Linked DNA regions of Sus scrofa: region 2 is linked to region 1. Evidence: chromatin contacts called from public HiChIP or PLAC-seq data. All regions are on one chromosome and are shown on one strand. Each heading gives the region's core, a stretch centred on a gene start, on an enhancer-like site or on the middle of the called end of the contact. The rest is flanking DNA. Distances are from core to core; before and after follow the strand shown. Region 1 holds the start of UTP15 (UTP15, small subunit processome component). Region 2 holds the start of HEXB (hexosaminidase subunit beta).

Evidence for each region. HiChIP or PLAC-seq counts read pairs in DNA pulled down with a chosen protein or histone mark.
Region 2: an H3K27ac HiChIP or PLAC-seq map of alveolar macrophages shows a contact between it and region 1. The contact joins the promoter of HEXB here to the promoter of UTP15 in region 1. A contact is called at or near these places in 1 of 47 Hi-C or Micro-C datasets (epiblast stem cells) and 2 of 2 datasets of contacts at active chromatin or transcription factors (alveolar macrophages and skeletal muscle).

What each region holds. Positions count from the first base shown.
Region 1 is chr2:82,713,208-82,716,921 of Sscrofa11.1, reverse strand. It overlaps UTP15 (UTP15, small subunit processome component), which reads right to left and starts at 1,511. Exons shown (of 13, transcript NM_001243205.1): 1 at 1,351-1,511. ANKRA2 (ankyrin repeat family A protein 2) reads left to right here and starts at 1,582. Exons shown (of 9, transcript XM_003123692.6): 1 at 1,582-2,118.
Region 2 is chr2:83,743,219-83,746,630 of Sscrofa11.1, reverse strand. HEXB (hexosaminidase subunit beta) reads right to left here and starts at 1,368. Exons shown (of 14, transcript NM_213921.2): 1 at 1,032-1,368. The coding sequence starts at 1,279.

The sequences.
Region 1 (3,714 bases), core at 262-2,761:
AAATGACAAGTGGTATCCATTACATGAACATTGCTATAGAGTACAATTCCACAAACTTCTTCTGCAAAAGGCCAAAAAAAAATTTAGCCTTTGCAGGCCAACAGGTAAAATGGAGAATATCATGTAGTTATTTACATAGCAAAAAAGAATCCCCTGCCCTTTTTAACTAATGAACCCCCACTCCTGCAAATAATTATGAGTACATTATTTGGTTTACGAATGAAAGGAATGGGATTCTTTGGAGGAGGGGGATAACATTTCATTTACTTTGGCTCAAAGTTAGTGTTTCCTATCATCGAAGAGACTGCAGATATTCCTCTATAAAAAAAAATCAGTCTTGGCTTACTGACTATCCAAAAACACTGTGCCACATCCAACTAGTGGGCCTTTGCTGACACTTGAACACAGTCTGAGTTATGCATGTCGGCTTACAGGCAGATTTGTAGTATTTACAATAGTAACTACTACAATACTACAGGATTCTCGATTGGTTGAATCCACGAGCAAACAACAGGATATGGAGGAACCTAGATAAGGAGGAACCCGCATATGCGGGCTCACTCACCGTTATCCCTCCGGGGAAGATCAGGGCCCCTAAATCTCCCCCTCACCCGCAATGTTCGAGTCAACTGTATAGGCAAAAGAGTACATAACTCTGCTTTGAAAGAAATAGTTTAAAGCTTTAGAAAGAAAAAGTGGGGAGCAGTAGCAGTGGTTGTCAGATTAAAGTGAGGAACAGCATTAGAGACAGGGCAGGGGGAGCGAGACAGCGCAAACGCATGGAGTCAAGAAATGATGTGAAAATGAACAGGAAGAAAGTGATCAGGGATAGGTTAGAACCTGAGAAACAGACTAAATGAAAAACAGGTACTACAACAACACAGTGAAGAACATCAAATATATGCTCTAAGTAACGTATAGGGAACTGAGCGCTCAGAAGAGATTTTTTAACTCTAACTGGATTCCCAAAGAGATTCAAAATATGTGTTTCAGCTGAGCCTTTAAATATAATATTAAAACTCATTAAGCACTTAAGGCGGGAGCAAAGGCCACGGGGAAGAGGGCGGGCACCAGTAGCTGGGAAGCTCATCAGTCAAGACAGAGACGTAATTCTGCCCACTGCCTTAAAGGGTGTGGATTACTCCAGGGACTAATAAAAATGAACAGTAGGAGAGTGGTTATTGCAGAGGAGGAAAATCCAGGTCGAAGCTAAACTGCGGGGATCCTGAGAGGCTGATTAAGCTCAGCCATTCCGCGCAGACTAGCAAGCTCCAGAGCAGCATGCTATGATACCAAGGAAGGCCTGATGTTGAGTGTGAGCTACCCTCATTGAAAACCGGCTTCACCTACCTCCGAAGGGCCCCGACGGTCCGCTGAGACACCCTGGCCTCCAGGAGAATTTCCCGGACTCCGCCAGCCCCCTCCCTGGACTATACCGGAGCACTTGCGGAAGATCACGCGGACCCTTCGGGGTGCTGCCGAAACACACCGCGAACAGAACAGCCCGGCGTGTCTCACGAAGATGACGTAACGGCGCAGGCTCACGAAATGCACGCAGCCCGGGTGACGCAGGGGCGGGTGAGATGGGAGGGGCGGCGAGGAGGAGGAGGCGGGGCCGGAGGGCGAGGCTGAGGCCTGGTGCTAGTGACCTAGAGCTGTGGCTGAAGCGATGTTGTCTCTCTAGCACTGGGGTAGTTAAGGACTGCCTAGTGCAGCGGCGGGAAAAAAAAACGGGAAGTTCTCTGGGCTGCAGCGATGCGGAACGTTTTTTGGCCGGAAAGCCGAAGAAGCAATAGGAAGTGACGTCGCAGCCAAAACAAGCCGAGGCTTGGGGGGCCTGCCCTGAATCTGTGGCCGCAGATGAAAAGGCCCCATTCGCACTCGCTGTCGGCTGTCGAAGGTGTTCGCCAGGCCCTGTGCTCCCACCTGATCGGCCTCCTGCGCCTGTCCCTGGGACCAGCCCGCAGCGGTTGAGCTCGAGTTTCTGCCCACCGTACCGGAACAGCGCTGGGACGTTTCGGGCAGAGCTGGCGGGTGGCGACAGAGCGGACATCCCTCCCTACAAAAGTCTCCCTTCCAGCGGGTTCCTGTCCCGGGACGCCGGGGCACCTGTCGCCTGTGAGGCATCATTCATTTTCATAGCTCCTTCCTTTCCTTGTGGGACAGTTCCAGGATGAGGAAGAACCGAGGCGGGGCGGTGGGGGGACTCCTGTTGTTAGCGCCCACTGTGGACTAACCCAGTTGGCCCTTTCATTTCGTTAGTCTTTCTCCCCTTAGCCCTGGGCTCCGACGGATTGAGGTGATCGTAGCTATCTGTGGTCTTACCTCTTTTTCTCACCGCCTCCTCTTCTCTATCATCTCCACCCTCCCTTCTCTTGTACTTAAAAATTATGATTTAAGGAGTCAACTTTGCTCCTCTTCTCTAGAGTAGTGCTGTTAAGGTAAGCGTTCTATTTCCATTCCCTCCTCCCCAAGTACATTTGCTCTTTCTCCCTCAAAGACCGGTAATTTCATCTATAAACTATCATGTGTAACATGGAAGATGTTTAGAACTGGAAAGAACGTTAAAGATGTCCATTCCAATCATCTTCATCTTATCTGAATAAAATGGGTCTCAGAAAACGTATATGATTTATTTTTCCAGGGTTGCATTTCTAGTTGGTAGTGACGTTGGGCATGGAAAGCCAGATCTAATCAACTGGTATTTGTTGAGCATCTTGCAGGCCCATTTCAGGATAGAAAAGAATGTGAAACTTTGTTAAGTTACAGATCACGAAATATTTATGGAGCACCGAATAGAACCAAGCACTGTTTTGTGTGCAGAGATTAGTAAGCTTGGGCCCCTATCCTAGAGGAGTTTTCAATTTATTGGGACTGGAAATGAAAATTTCCAAGAGAATGATAAATGCTAAAATATGTACAGGGTGCTGAGAGAACTTAAGGAGATGCCCTTTACCCAGCTCTGGATAAGAGTCGCTGGGAGATGGTGCCTCCCAGAAATCACAGTTCATATCTTTTAATATCCTTTTAAAGACCTCAGCGTTACACCTCCACTTCCGTTTGAATTACAATTCATTTTCTGTTCAGGTTTCCTTCCTACCTTGTACTAAGGTGTATTGACTTTGTTATCTGTTAACTGTCTTTATTATTATAGTTGTTGTTGTTGTTATTTCTTCAGCTCTTTCTCCCTCCAAAGTTTTGGCTTAACTTAGTGCTACCTCTTATTTTAATAAACAGGGGGATGGAGACAGAAGAGGTGGATGGGTACCTCATAATTTAGGAGTTCCCTTTTTCTCTGCTCTGCGGTGGGCATAATAATTAACTGCCCTGATTACTCAAAGGATTGTTCTAAAGATCAGTCTTGGAAAATGTTTTAAAACTGCAGACAGTGGTTATCTGTAAATGTATGACTTGCCAACCTTTGCTCCACTGTGATCCTAATGGATTTTTGTCTTTCAGTTCCAATTAATTCCAATTTTAAAACACCCTGCACCCTCAAATGTTCTAAGAGGCAGTAAACTCTAACATGAAAAAATTAAATAGATGTTACTAATTTTGTTCCTCTCAGTGACTATATACCTAGGACAATTATATAATATCTTGCAGTTCATCCTTTTTTTCAGAAGCATTTTTAGGTAAAATAAAGAAATTTCTCTTGAAATTATATTAAGGTCCATAGCAAGTGCAGTGATTACCTTACTGAAAACTCATTTT
Region 2 (3,412 bases), core at 119-2,618, 1.0 Mb before region 1:
AGGACCAGAGGCCAAAATCCGAGGGAAGAAAGGGTCAGCATCAATTTATAAGCCTCAGGGTACCACAAACCTTCAGGACAGTCCTGCCCAGGCAGGTCTCAGAGTGAGGGCACAGCAGGTGGCATGGTGAAATAGCTTCTGAAGTGCAATCTGCCTTGTGCATGGTGTAGTCAACAAAATTAGCGCTATGGCACAACACTGTAAATCAACTATATTTCAATTAAAAACAAGCTAGCGCTCTGGGCTGCCTCCTCACTACACTGTTCACCCCATGGCCAAAGAGGCTGCAGATATGAGGGCTTTGGAAATCTTGAGATGCTCAAGAACTAAACAGGAAGCTGGGAGAAAAGAACACCAATGGTTCTGGAAAACGAAAAAGAGAAGGAGATACTGCAGGGACCATATCAAAGTAGTTAGGTGAAAATATCCAACATTTTGCCTGAATAGAGAATTTGGAAGGGAAGCCAAGTTTCCAGCAGCGCCCCAACCTGAGGATTTTCTGCCATCTGAATTGTTAGCTGACTGGCGGGGCGGGGCGCGCGGAGGTGGAGACGGTATAGCAACTTGCAAGCAACTTTGGGGAACCCCAAGCTTTAAGCACTCAACTTCCTCCTAGAACTCCCTTCAAATAAAATGCCATCTCCCTCCTTCCTCTCCATCCACCCCAGTCTCCCCTCCCACGGGGTCGGGGCTACAGACTCTGACCAACCTACTCTTTCCATTCAGTATCCCCAGTGCAAACCAGGACTCCAGAGCACCAGGAAGGAAGTCCCTTAGGAGGCAGGAGGGGAAGGGTATAGAGCCTGGGTTTCAGTCCGTGTAGGTTCGAGCCGGCTCTGCTCTCTTCTAGACCTGTAACTTTGGTCAGATCACTGGCCGGCTCCGAGACTGTGCGAGTGATAAAGAGGAGCTCCAACGTTCCTCCACTCGCCCCGCGCCTGCACTGAGTCCCGGGGTAGTCCCACCGCACCCCCGTCCTGGGGTCCCCCCGGGGTTCCCTCCACGCCCGTCTGCCCGTCAGGAGGGCTCACCGCCGAAACGCTTCCTGAAGGATTTCGCAGGAGGAGCCGGCTTTGGAAGTGGGGCTGTGGCCGAAGAAAAAGTTGTTGGGAGAGAGGTGAAGCGAGCGCGGGGATATATCCACGGCAAAGGGCAAGGGCCACAGACCCAGGCTCTCCGCGCCAGAGGTGTCCCTGGCCCACCCTTTCGGCACCACCAGAGCCGCCAGCAGCGCCAGGAGGCCGGGTAGCCACCTCCATCCGTGGCGCTCCATAGCCATCCTACCGCTGTCTGCCGGGGCTGGCTCGGTACCTACTTCCCACCCCCAGACGGGAAGGAGGGAGCTTGGAGGGCGCAAGTCACGGAATCAGCTGACTGTGCGCCCCGCCCCGCTACCGCCCCCAGGCCAGTGAGGCCGCCCCTGGGGCACCGCTCCGCCCTGGCTACGCCTCCAAGCCAGTGGGACCGCCTCAGGGGCCGGCGCCAGTCTCTGGCTCCCCTCTCCACTCACCCCCAGCCGGCTTCCTTCCTCCAGGCGCAGAGCTGGATGCTGACCGCCCTCCGGCTTGCAGCAGTCGGGCTCTTCTTTGGGACACTGGCCTCGTGAAACTGGAGAGTGCCCGCCACAGAACATCCAACTTCCTCCCACCCTACCACCAGATAACCTGCGTGGTTATTTGCCCCACAGTCTGGACTTTTCTATAACACAGTTCACCTCTAATTATTAAAGCTTCCCATCACAACGCCTTACGGCAGAGTTTTGAACAGATGGGAAGTTAAAAATTAGGCAGAAGAGGAGTTATCGTGGCTCAGTGGTTAACGAATCCGACTAGGAACCATGAGGTTTTGGGTTCGATCCCTGGCCTCACTCAGTGGGTTAAGGATCCAGCGTTGCCATGAGCTGTGGTGTAGGTTGCAGAAGCGGCTGGGATCCTGCCTTGCTGTGGTTGTGGTGTAGGCCAGTGGCTACAGCTCTGATTAGACCCCTGGCCTGGGAACCTCCATATGCCACATGTGCAGCCCTAGAAAAGGACGGGGGACGGACACACACACACACACACGTACACACACGTTAGGCAGAAGATACTCTGTGAGAGAATGTGCAATAGTGAATCTTTCAATTTAGAAATAATATCGTAATTTATAAAGTTGTTTTATGCTTGTCCCTGAGGTCTACATGGGCTTTCTTATTTCTTGTTATGTAACTTCCTAGATCTTTTTTTTTTTTTTTTTTTTTTTTGTCTTTTTAGGCCACACTTGCAGCATATGGAAGTTCCCAGGCTAGGGGTCCAACTGGAGCTATAGCAGCTGGCCTACACCACAGCCACAGCAAAGACAGATTCAAGCCATGTCTGCGACCTACACCACAGCTCACAGCAATGCCCGATCCCTAAGCCACTGAGTGAGGCCAGAGATCGAACCTGCAACCTCATGGGTTCCTAGTTGGATTCATTTCCGCTGCGCCACAACAGGAACTCCTAGATCTTTCATTTCTTTGTTGCCAATGTTAATAAAACCCCTCCTGACCCTGAGTTTCCCCCAGAAATTATAAAAGAATGAGGAGACCTTTAGGTATTGGCCTGGAAAGATCTTCCCACCTATTGCATATTCTACCGACCTCACCCCTACCTCAAACAGCGTGAAAACTCAGCTGCCAAAGTCTTCCTCGTAAAGCATAAACTAGGCCTTGCCACTTCCTTACTCAATACATGTCAAAGGCTTCTTTCCCACTGTCCCCAGGAAAAAATACAAGTTCCTTAACCTGATCTACATGGTATGGCAGAATCTGGCATCTGCCCAGCTCTCTGACTACATCACTTCCCTGTTCCCTTTGATTACCCTGTTCCAGCACCCTGGCCTTCAGTGACCTGAATCCACCGAGCATTTTCCTCCTTCACAGCCTGATCTAAGGTGTTAGCGAAGTAGGGAAGGGAAAGAGAACGAGTGCAGCCTAGTGTCTACACTGACAAAGAGGTTCCCCTTTACCAAACTTTAGTCAGGCTCCCCTAAGCCCTCTTCTGCACTAACACAACCCAGTTCTAGCAAGAATCCTGATAAGAAGCCCACCACCCTTGGTATCCAATCACCCTGGCCTCCTTCAGCAAGCACCCTATTAAGCTGGTTTGGCAAGAACCTACCCTAGTTTGATGTCTCCTTCATAAGGCTTCATTCACTGACCACCCTCCTGTCTGCTCGCTGGCTATAAATTCCCCAGCTGTCTTTCTTGTATTCAGAGTTGCCCAATCTCTCTCCTTTGTTGTGATTGTCTGGATACCTATTGCAATAGTCCTGAATAAAGTCTTATGGTTTTAAAAAGTGTCAGAATAATTTTTTCTGCAAACAACCTACCCAGGAATTCCCTTGTAAAGCAGTGGGTTAAGTACCCGGCACTGTCATTGCAGCAGCTGGGGTC